3 separate regions of the Zea mays genome follow, and all the other regions are linked to region 3. A link is a contact called in public Hi-C data. All regions are on one chromosome and are shown on one strand. Each heading gives the region's core, a stretch centred on a gene start, on an enhancer-like site or on the middle of the called end of the contact. The rest is flanking DNA. Distances are from core to core; before and after follow the strand shown.

Region 1 (3,925 bases), core at 522-3,021, 150 kb after region 3:
AAGACTCTGGTGGTAACTATACTATTACTAGCGAGCATGTCACACTATGCATGCTAGCTTATAGGCAGCATACACTCGTGTATCAGCAGATATACAGAGAGGACGTACGCTGCGGTGCACCGGCCGGGGTCCATGCATGTACCCGTCCATCCATATCCATGTACTCCTGTTGTCGCCATAATAATCAACTTCTCTGGTTTGCTACCTGCCGGTGGTGTACTAGTAGTTCACTATGATGGTTTGTGTTATTACCACACTGCTGGTGCTGCCATGGCCTAGCTAGCTAGGTGTGCAACAATCTACGGGTCACGGTAGCTCCAGAGGCTCTCCCCGGCCTCGGACGGGTCGGGCGACTCGTCGGAGGTGTCGGGGCTGAGCCTCGGCGGGCTCATCATCATCCCCGCCGCCATGTTCCGCAGGAGCTGCGGCATCTCGAAGATGGCCTCTTCGTCCATGAACTCGTCAGTGCCGGCCTCCTGCTGCGGCGTGTAGCTCGCCGCCGCGTCGTGCTGTTGATGCCAGTCCTGTGCAGCAGCAGCAGCAGGAGAAGGAGGAGAAGCAGGAGGAGGAGGAGGATTGGCGGTACGACCCTGATGCGAGTACTCGAGCTGCGCGGCGGCCGCGGCCGCGGCCGCCGCGGCGCGTATGTCCTCGGGGGACGCGGACGCTGGGGCCGCGCGCGAGGCGATCGCGCCGGGGAAGTTGAGCACGGCGTCGGCGCCGCGGAGCGCGCGGGCCGCCACGTCGTAGGCGGCCGCGGCCATCTCCGCCATCGGGTACGTGCCGAGCCATATGCGCCGCGCCTTGCGGGGCTCCCGGATCTCCGACACCCACTTGCCGCTCCGGCACCGTATGCCTCGGTAGAATGCGTGCTTCCCGGACGACCGCGGCGACGGCTCCCCCGAGCTCGTCGCGGTCGTCGTCGCCATCGGCGGAGCCGTGATGGCAGCTGCCCGCGCCGACGACGTCCCGTCGCCCTGCTGCACCACCGGAGAAGGGGAATGAGGCGAGGCTGGGCCCGAAGCCGAAGCAGAAGCCGCCTGGTGGTGGCTGTGGCCGCCGGCTGCCGGCCCGGCCGGTTGCACCTGCACCGCCGGGGAAGGAGAATGGGGTGCCGGCGGCTGCTTCTCAGCCATGAACCGTTAGGGCACGCCCATCTGTTTGGGCACCTGCTGACATGTGCCAAATTCAGCTCCTGCAGCAGTGGAGTCAGTGCACCTACCTATCTATGGCGCGTGCACGCGCACAGGTATATCCCTCCCTCCCTCCCCAGCAGCTGTCAGCTAGCTATTCGAGTGTTGCGCGTTTGCAGCTCGTGCGGGGCAAGAGGTGTCATGGGATGGGCGAGGGGGTGCCGGGGGTATATAAGGGTTGGTAAAGAAGCGGGAAGGAAGCGTGCGGGCCGCCATGGTGAAAAGCGGCATGCTAACAAGCACAGCGGAGGCGGCCAGACGCGTATTCGAGCGGGGATGCATGTGTGTGTATTGGCTTGCGCTGAGCTGGTGCCTGAGAAGCAAAGCGCACGAGACACAAGCCCACCTAACTTAAGCTCTAGTAAACCGGATAAAACCGCTAAGCTTATAGTTGTAGCCGCGCTTAGCTCTGCTGCTCTCCGCCTCCCCCGACCCCTTCGTCTTATCTTCGTCACCGGGAGACAGCGAGATGCCGCCGTCGCTGTCATTAGCGGGCGGGGCGAGGCTGGGCTGAGGGCTGTCATTAAATTAGCCCTGCGCGGTCATGCGATTCGTGCTAATTCTTCCTCGCTTGCTTGTGTTGTGTGGGTGACGCGAGATACGCGTGCCGGACGTGGGGGGCAGGTTCTGTGGCTCACGGCCTGACGGGTGCTGCTGGACTGCAACTGCAAGGTTCCGGATGGCTGGCACTGGCAACCGGCCGGCCGGGCCCTGCTTTCTGTTCTGCCGTGGCCATCTGTACGCTTCCCCGAAGGCTGCTGTCGTGGTCGCACGAAGGACGCAGCTCTGGGTTAGCTTTGTGCATGCTCGATGCTAATTAGTGCGTTTCGGGATAGCGGCGTCCTGTTCATTTCAGACACAGGTTTTGACAAATATGTGCATCTGCTGCTGCCTGCTGCTTTCTCTGTTAGACCGGAACAACACACAAGCATGAACCTGCTGCTATGGTGGCATGGTTCTCGACTTGCCAACGGCGGAAAACATATAAGATCGAATACGCATAAAGCAACTAGGCCTTACCCAACTGAGCTTTCTAACGCTGTATATGGCAAGATATAGTTAGCGTTTAATAGGGTTATCCTCGAGAAGCCAAAGAAGCTATAAAGCTCAAGTCTCTCAAAAAGCTCTGTCAAGAGCACCTCGAAGAGTTAAAAAAAAACTACCAATCCTTTCGTTTTAACTAATAATATTTGTCTTTTTTTAATTTCTCTATGTAAAAGTTGAATTTAAAATTTATATTTTCTAAGGTGATTAAGGACATCATAACTTATGTTAAAAATTATATTAAGAATTTTTATGATTATTTAATATTTAGTTTTCTACCATTAAAGTTATTATAGAATATGTAACCTGTCAAAAGAATTATGAAAAATTATAATTTTTTTTTGTAGGCTAAGTTGTGGCCTGAGCTACTAACCAATAAAATTTGGACTAGAAAGTGGAAACTCAATTTATACATAGAGAAATAAAAAAAATAAAGTTTGTTAAGGGATAGATTGAACCAACTCAAACATGTGGAGCGATAAATTGAACTAAAAAAGTACTTTAGAGTGTTATATGAACATTCGTTCGTAGGTGTGGAGAGTAATTTGGACTTTTTTTCCTAACGTTAACGTTACACTATATGAACCAAAAGCCAATCAAGTATTCTAACATTAAGCTTTAAAAGATGTTTGGAATTGCATTATAACTTACCTTCTAGCGTCACCTCTTCCAAGGAAATGATGCGCAAAACATAACTGTTCCAAAGTTCTTCAATTGAACGAATTTGTTGCCGACCTGAAATAAAACAATTCGTATTTCAAGAGACGGGAGTCAAAATCTGGTCAACAATTAGTTCAAATTATAGTACGTACTGTGAAAGAGGTGGATGTCATCCAATCCGTTAGCTCGATCACCAGGTATCTTTGCGCCGACCTGCTGACGGGTTATACGGCATATCCGAGTACACGTACTGTACGACGTGATCTCCGCTCCGATAGTTCGACGATGGAGACTCGTACTGCTCATGTGGTGCGGTGGTGATAATCAATTACTACTTCCTTTGGTACCAAGAAAACGTACGCAAGTGGCCGGTCGTCAGTCAGCCATCCACCACCCCGATGCGGCGCATTCTGGTCGGTGCAGTTTGTCACGGCCCGCGGCTCCTGCCCCATGCCTGGATCGGCGACCTTTTTTCGGCTTGCTTGGTTCCGAGACTCCGGTTGAATCGGCGGGTGTCACGCGACCGACCGAGGCGAGCGTTCACCGGCCCTTTTCTCTTGTGATGATGACGATGACAAGTAAAATCTCCGGTCCAGCGCGGAATCCACGCGAACGTACGTACCAGCGTTGCACTAGGGGATCATGTCCGGACGCTCTAGCTTTGACCACGCGATCGAGCATAGTATCTACGGCGAACGCAGATCGACTGAGGATGATTCATGACACCACGTCAGCATATTATTATGGCCTTGGTTGATTTTGTCATATGAAATAATTTAGCAACTGATCGGGTCCGGGTTGACGTTCCGACGGAGGGGGTCCAATACGGCCTCAGAAAATTCAGCATGAAACGACATGTATAGGGACCCAACGCATACGGCATACCAAGGCGCCTAAAAATGAGCAGCCACGGAGCGTCCACGTCTCCCCGTGCCCGCTGTTGCGTGCGTGCGTAAAACTGCAAATCGCACCTTTTTCTTATCCGTTCCATCACCCATGTACGTACACGACGTAAAAGCAATTTTAAT
Region 2 (3,781 bases), core at 620-3,119, 190 kb before region 3:
TGTTAAATAGAATTCAAATAGCAACATCCACTTAGAAAACTATGGAGCGCGTGGAATTAATTGAGCATGCAGTGCACTATAAAAGCACAGGTAACAGAAATGATTAAAAAAACAGTATGGTTTTAAGTGAAGGCGGGCATAAAGCAAGGGAGTCAAACATCAACAAGAACTTAAAATCTCATGACACAGCATATACTTCTTCATATATTGAATCTATCTTAAGACTGAGCATGAGTGTGGGTGAACAAGCTTTGCATACTCTGATAGTTTTATCCATTGAAGCAGAATAAAGCCTCATGCCTCCTACTATCAATGAAACAACAGCAAGCTTATGGCCATCTAGAGAAGCAGCTGGCTCAAAACAGTTAGTTGCGGCACTAAATCTCCATGCTAAAATCCTCCCAGCCTGCACCAAGCAACAAAATAGAATTGAAACAATGAAGAATTTGAAGTTTCACAACAAAACAAAGATAAACCCAAAATAGGGGGAAGCTTACTTGTGTTGCAGCAAAGAGTAACTCACTGGCAACGGCGAGTGCATAGACTTGCCCAGTTGGTCCAGTAAGGCTCATTTCCGCTGCTGTTTGCATATTCCAAACCTGAAGTAAAAGACTATATATTCATGCATGCAGAACACCAATGGTGATAAACTTCATCAGAATTTAAAAAGAGCTAAGGGAGCAGCGGCGATGCCTAATGTCCAATCAGATGATAGGCAGGAGAGACGTGCCTTGAGCCTATAACATTGATGAGCTAGTGCTAAGTTGCCTCAACTTCTGAAATCTGAAACAATGAGAAATGCACAATTTTGAAGTATTACGTACCTTCACTGCATCAGGTATTCCAACAAATAACCACGGACCTTCAATGATCATACACCCAACCTCACGACCCATGGTGATGACACCAGCACACTAACAGACCACCAACAGCAAAGATGTACTGAATTTTTGTCACAAGGAACATAACAAAAGTCTCAAAAGATTGGATCTAATGGCATCTCAGCTACCTGCCCAGTTTGGCAATCCCACATGCGAACAGTTCCATCCTTACTCCCGGAATAAAGCTTGTCTGACCCAGCGGGCAGTGCAATGCCCGTGACACCCTGAAGGCAACCAATGCAGCTCGGTTAGAAAAAAACTTCCATGTTTTTTTGCCAGACAGGCAAATTGGCAGAGATTAAACTTTACCTGCTCGTGTCCCTTGAGCAAGGTAAGCATCGCGATACTATCGCTTATGCAGTAGCTGTGCGGATAGCGGCACCTCTCGCCATAGCTACATTCGGTACCGGCGAGAAAGTACTTGCAGGGCCTCTCAGGCGGCTTGTGGCTCGCAATCCCGCTGCCCCCTCCTGGGCCCTTCCCCCATCTATTGTGATGGCCACCTCCTCGTCCTCCGGTGTTGGGGTTGCGCCATACGTTCCCCCCGGGTCCAGTGGGGCGCTTGGGCGGCGCAGCCTCGGGGAGCTCGCTGTGGAGGAAGGGGCACGGAAAGCGGTTGCACCGACCGGCACGCCAGTAGTTGCAGACCTTTCCGTTGGTAGATGGTGGAGCGCCGCCGGAGCCCGGGCCTAGGCGATTGTGCACTCGTTTGTTGCCGAATCGTCCGTCGGCCTCTATGTCCATGGGTGGCGGCGGCTAGGGTTTGCTGGGCTCGGGAGAAGATAAGCAAACAGGTAATATGGTGAACGCAACCTTGGTGCGTGCGGCGGCGGGTAAGCCGGATAGATAGATTGATATGAGAAGTAGTCGGTCGCGTGGAGGCGACGCGGCGATGGCTCGCCGGAGCGGGTGGGGAGATCCGGATCGGAGAGGAAAGGAGCGGTGGCCTGGTTGCTGGGTCGGGTTTAGCTAACGCGGTCGCGGGCAGAAGGGAGGGCCCGACTTCGGACTCCGGCTACTGGTTGCGTTTAGGCTGTCTCCCCAGCACGCACTAACTAAAGCGTCTATTTCACGATTGAGCTATTCCATCATCTTCTCAGTCTTCACTATTTTTGTTTGGTTTATGGAATAGAATGAGTTGATCTCTCACCACCTCATTCCTCATAATTAATTAGTTAGTACTAATATGATGAATAAAGTTATCCCACCAAATTTGAGGAATGAACCCATGATGCACCACCTCAATTTGGATATAGTGATTCCTTAAACCAAACACCCCCTAGAGTACCTTTACGTCCCCTACGGGTACAAGAACGTCCTCTATAGCGTCCTCTAAAATTTAGCGCATCACCAAGTGAAAGTAGCCTAGAGGGGGTGAATAGGCTACACCTGAAATTTTCCACTAAAAACTTCGAAATAGTGTCAAATTCAAGTTGCACTGGTGCAAACCGGTTCAGTTGATTTTGTTTACAACTGAACAAGTTTGAACCTGCTCAGCTTAGATTAGATAAACAGTTAAACAAATGTGACGAAGTAGTTAGAGATTATGCTAAAGTCTTGCCCTATAGAAAATCCACTCAAATAGATGACAAATCGGTGTGAATTGTTTTCACACAATTTGCACACAATATAACCGAATATGAACTAACCAACCAATTAAAGTGCTTATCAAGAACACACAAGAACACACGATTTAACCCGAGGTTCGGCAACCACCACAAAGGTGTCCTACTCCTCGTTGAGGAGCCCACAAAGGGCCGGGTCTTTTCCAACCCTAATCCTCCACAAGCCGACCACCAAGGTCAAGGCAATCTCTTCTCAAATTTGCTCAAAGAGCGGGTGATACAAACTTCTTGGGGTCGTCCACAAATTTGGAGACTCCCAAGCAACCTCTAACCGTCAAGGAACACAAGGTTCCAAGAGTAACAAATCCGCACAAGGTTAAGTTTGCAATGAGCTCGAGAGTGAAGAGAATAGGAGAATCAAGATGAAATCAACAGTGTGTTAGATCGACTTCACCTCACGCCAAGGATCCTTCAAACGATTGAAGGGGATGTGATTTCGGGTGTGAGAGGTGAAATGAATGCCTTTGTTTTGAGGTTGGTCAGCCAAGAATTCGTGGAAGGGCAGAAGTGAATGAAGAGAGAGAGTGTGGGGGTATTTAAAGGATCCCCCAAAAGCTGGCAGCCGTTGGGAGAAAAAGACCAAAAACCGGTTGAACCGGTTTCCACCAGGGGGTTCTCAGTTCACTGACCTACTCAGGCGGAGACTCGACCGGACTCAAAATCGGTTGAGCCGGGCTCAAATCCGGTTGAACCAGTTTTCAAAAAATATCCGCACACGACTTTTCTGACAGCTTTTGACTGTCAGACTGGCAGGACAGAAGTGGCAGGAGAGACAGTCCAGAAACCGGTTGAACCGGTTTCAGGTCCGGTTGAACCGGTTTTTGAAATTGAAGAGCAAGTTTTGACAAATCTGAAGTGAACCAAGGTGGAACTTTTGTGGGGAGTAAGAATGGTTTTTCAAAGGGCATTCATAATCTAGAAAAGTGTTCTCTTAGTAGATTTTGAAGGAATTTGAATTGAGCTCATTGCATAACTCACTTAACTTATTGCGAATCGAACGACGATTTCTATAACTCAAGAATTATAAAATAGATACTATCGTTGTTTCCAAGCACTTGGAGCACGCCATATGATGTAGAATTTAAATCCGATGTGCTTTACATTTGCATACTCATAAGATCCATGCTTCTCCTGTCTGTAGAATAACTGTGTACATGCTAGGAGCAAACTTGTTAGAATCTATGTTTGTTTTGTCATTTAATCACCAAAACCCTCAATTAGGGTTGATTGCACTTACAATCTCCCCCTTTTTGGTGATTGATGCCAAAACAAACT
Region 3 (3,862 bases), core at 999-3,498:
TATATGCTATGGACCGAGTATTCCTTCCCGCGGCTTGCCAGCTGAGCCCACTACACTACACTACGCCGTTTCATTGACATCGTCAAAGCCTTTTCCGTTATCAGGTAGTCCGTAGCCTTCATAAGCTGCAACGCAAACCACGAGCTCGCGCTAATGCGAGACAGAATGTTCTATTCGTTAAAAAAAGACCGGTGGAGCCTCTTTAGAATAATGCAAAGACATATGAACAGAAAAAATAAAAAAATTCTGTATTAATACAGTTGTAAAAAAATAGAGGATTGAAAAGACAGAAATTTTTGAATGACCAATCATTTGATAGACCGCAGAAAAAAATATATATGAAGTTTGCCAAGAAAATGCATTTTGTTATTCACTTACATACATGATATATGTCTAGACATATAGCAAAAACTTTGTGTCCAAGAGTCAAAACGTCTACAATTCATCCTGGCCTATATTTAGGGCCCGTTCGCTTCTACGAGAATCAACCAGGATTCGTTCCAGCTCATCAAAATCTATATAAATTAGAGAAGTAATCCGGCTATGAATCAATCCGGGGCTCCAATCCCTACAAACCGAACAGAGCCTTAGTGGTATCTTAAACTATCCTCTCATCCTCTTATATTTGAGATGTCATATTGTCTACCCAATATACAGTATTCCATCCGTTCTAAATATAGTTTTTTTAGCTTACTTTTTTTTCCATCCATGTTCATTCAAATGATAATGAATATAGACATACACGTGAACTATATTCATATGTTACTTAATAAATATATATATGAATAGTTTAGAACAAATTATATTTTGGGATAGAGAGAATATTATTTAAGCGAACAGTTACCTCATGCATACCCCTTATTTTATTTCTTAAGAAAACACGAGATATAGCTTTAGGTGATATAAAAAATAACTCCAAGTATACATATCAAAATACAGCGACCACGTTATGATTTACCGTGTAGCATTACAGTACAGCAAGGATTTGAAGCACATGAACTTAGAGTATTGGAGTTCATGATCAGCCGATCAGGTGCGTGTGGGTACCAGTTTTTTTTAGAAGGATTCTAGTTTCTGATTCCTGCGACAAGAGCCAAATTCTCAATGCAACATCAATAGTATACCATCATGCCCACGGTCGTTCCTAAATGCATACACCATGCTTTTTATGGCTCGTTACAGGTGTTGATGGCACTCTGAATATTATATCACAGTTACCGTGCATGCATTATATATGCATGCAGGTACATCTCTAGCTCCAAATTAAATTAAACGATCAAACCGAGTAAACCCAGTCTTCTGCTTCTCCTGAATACCCTTAATCATCAGAAGAGCAGGATACATAACATTACATAGCATAGACGAACCGAAGGGAAAGGGCCACGGCCAGTACATTTCACCGGTACCGGTTCTTCCCAAGGCTGTACAGGGAAGTTATTTGCCCAATGCAACCTGTCTTCCTTCAGACACACGTGCGATCGGCCATCAGTAGCTCCAGAGCTTGACCTCACCGTCGTCGTCATCGTCGTCGCCGCCGCCGCCACTGGTGGAGGAACCGGCCATCGGTGGCGGATCAATGAGCATCCCTTGCGCCATGTCGAGGTACCCCTGCATCCCGAAGTCGAGCCTGTCGTCGATAATGCAGTACGGGTCGTCGTCGACGCTCTGCATCGTCACGCTGGGCAAGGCATCCGGTGGTGGTGTATCGGCCGCCTCCTCCTCGGCGGCCACATTGCCCTGATCGGGCGCCGGGCGGAACTGGTCCGCCGCCACGGCGGCCGCGCGGCGTATCTCGTCGTGCCCGGAGCCCGTCGGGGGCACCCTGAGGAGCCGCGGCGAGTCGGCGAAGTTGAGGCAGGCGGCGCGGCCGCGCAGCGCGAGCGCGGCGACGTCGTGCGCGCGCGCCGCCATCTCGGCGGTCTCGAAGGTCCCGAGCCATATCCGCTGCTTGCCGTGCGGCTCCCGCACCTCGCAGACCCACCTCCCGGGGTTCCTCCGCCGCACGCCCTTGTACACGGGGTGCCGCGTCTCCTTGAACTTGGTCCGCCCGGCTCGGCGCTTGGGCGGCGCCGATGACACTGTCATGTAGGAGGAGGAGCCGAAGTCGTCGCCGCCGCCGCCGCCGGCGACAGGGGACGGGGTTCCAGAGGAGTAGTCGCTGAAGGAGCCGGCGGCGTCCATGGCTGCTGCCTGTGTGTGTGAGTGGTAGTGGCCGTGGGCGTGGCGAGCAGGGGGAGGAACGAGTCGGAGCATTTGATTTGAATTTGGAGGGAAAGGTGGCGGGCTATATAGGTTAGCGCGTGGAGAGGGACGTGGCCGCGTGCACTATTCCTACGCGGTGCGGCTCGGGAGGTGCCAGCCAGGTTGTGCGACTGATGGACTCTGGACTCTGGAGATCGAGAGGTCTCTTCGCGCTCGAAGGATCGGAACCAGCTGGAGCTCGCGGAACGCGCAGCCGGCTGGCCTCCCTCGCTGCTGTTGGGTGGTACGGTTCTTTCACTGACGGCGACGTGTGTCGAAAACGAAAAGGCGTGACGCCTTTGAGAGAGCGAAACTCTGGTAGTCTGATGCGCACTCGTGCGAGACGGATAGCTAGCGTGGGATTCTCTGTACGCCGTACGCGCTGGACCAGTGCAAGTGATCGGATGGAGCCACGCAGAGGATCCCACTCCACGGTCAGGTGGCAGTTATATTGGACTTGGTCTCGGGGCGCTCTTCGTTCGTTCGACGGCCTGATGGATAAATGGCGACCGCTGGCTTGGCAGTGTACGCCCGCAATTTGCGCGCCTGCCGTGCTACGAGAGCGTCGCCGCCGTGCTTGCTGCTGCAGAAATCAATCCACTCCTACTCTGATTCTATTGCTTCTGCTGATATCTTTAGCGACCGTCACGTCAACTTCGACTATACTATCAATGTTGCTATTGATTATTGTTAACCTTTTATTTAGCCTTTATCGACCGTTATATTAGATATCATTTATCAATCACTGTTATCAAGCTTCATAGTCCTAATCTAATATCGTGCTCTAGTACACAGCCTTTACCCTCAAGCTACAGTTACCTGAACGCCACATCATTTTTTTCTTTTACGAACTTTTAATTGCATGGAACACGTCGTTTAGTTGACATAAAACTTCATCCGAGTACTTAATTAAGTAAATAAAATTTCGTAATTCATAAAAAATAAAATTACATCACGTAAAAACAAGTAAAACTATACAATTCATAAAATAAAATCTAATTGGAATGATATAGATCTCAGATATGTTCTGTTAAATTATTTTAGAGTCAATTATGGACCGGACTAGCATGAATTGTGGTCTCTCGTTGAATGATGGCTGCAAAACTTGTGAGTACTTCAGGAATGATGGTTGATGCTGCAACAAAGGACTTACTGTCTCACGGTCGTCATATCATATGTTTTTCCATGCTTATCCATAAGCATATATCCAAGAGCTCCCAAAAAATAACTCCTAAAAACCAGTTTAATCTAAACCCGCCCGCGGGTGCAATTCTAAACCCGCACCCAAACCCATCAGGTTTCGGGTGGGTTTTGGGACACCATCGAGTTTTACTCATCGTACATTTTTAAGCAATAATTCAGCTATAAGCAATCAAATACCACGAATAATTGAGTCATATCTATGTATTTTAAGTCTTCTCATCTTGAGCAGCAACAAAACACTTCTTGAATCATTGACCAAGTCACTTGTTGACAAATAATTAATATTGTATCTTAATCATTATTGCACAAAATAACGAACACACCAAATTTTGGGTCGGTTGTGGGTCACCCGGGGGTTGAAATAGAGACACGCACCCGCGAAACTTCGGGTCGGCTGCCCGCGGGTTAAAATCTTCAC

The links. Hi-C and Micro-C count contacts between places; a contact is called where the count stands out from the background.
Region 1: a Hi-C map of bundle sheath shows a contact between it and region 3, with 3 times the contacts expected there. The contact joins the promoter of LOC103627544 here to the promoter of LOC100284491 in region 3. A contact is called at or near these places in 4 of 25 Hi-C or Micro-C datasets (bundle sheath, ear, endosperm and 1 more).
Region 2: a contact with region 3 is called in a Hi-C map of leaf, with 4 times the contacts expected there. The contact joins the promoter of LOC100192554 here to the promoter of LOC100284491 in region 3. A contact is called at or near these places in 6 of 25 Hi-C or Micro-C datasets (bundle sheath, ear, endosperm and 2 more).

Annotation. Positions count from the first base shown.
Region 1 is chr5:203,584,908-203,588,832 of Zm-B73-REFERENCE-NAM-5.0, reverse strand. It overlaps LOC103627544 (ethylene-responsive transcription factor ERF027), which reads right to left and starts at 1,771. Exons shown (of 1, transcript XM_008647830.2): 1 at 1-1,771. The coding sequence starts at 1,136. The coding sequence ends at 300.
Region 2 is chr5:203,921,204-203,924,984 of Zm-B73-REFERENCE-NAM-5.0, reverse strand. LOC100192554 (nucleic acid binding protein) reads right to left here and starts at 1,869. Exons shown (of 9, transcript NM_001137770.1): 1 at 1,191-1,869; 2 at 1,010-1,105; 3 at 825-914; 4 at 498-599; 5 at 260-406. The coding sequence starts at 1,625.
Region 3 is chr5:203,736,350-203,740,211 of Zm-B73-REFERENCE-NAM-5.0, reverse strand. LOC100284491 (dehydration-responsive element-binding protein 1A) reads right to left here and starts at 2,248. Exons shown (of 1, transcript NM_001157386.2): 1 at 1,191-2,248. The coding sequence starts at 2,181. The coding sequence ends at 1,486.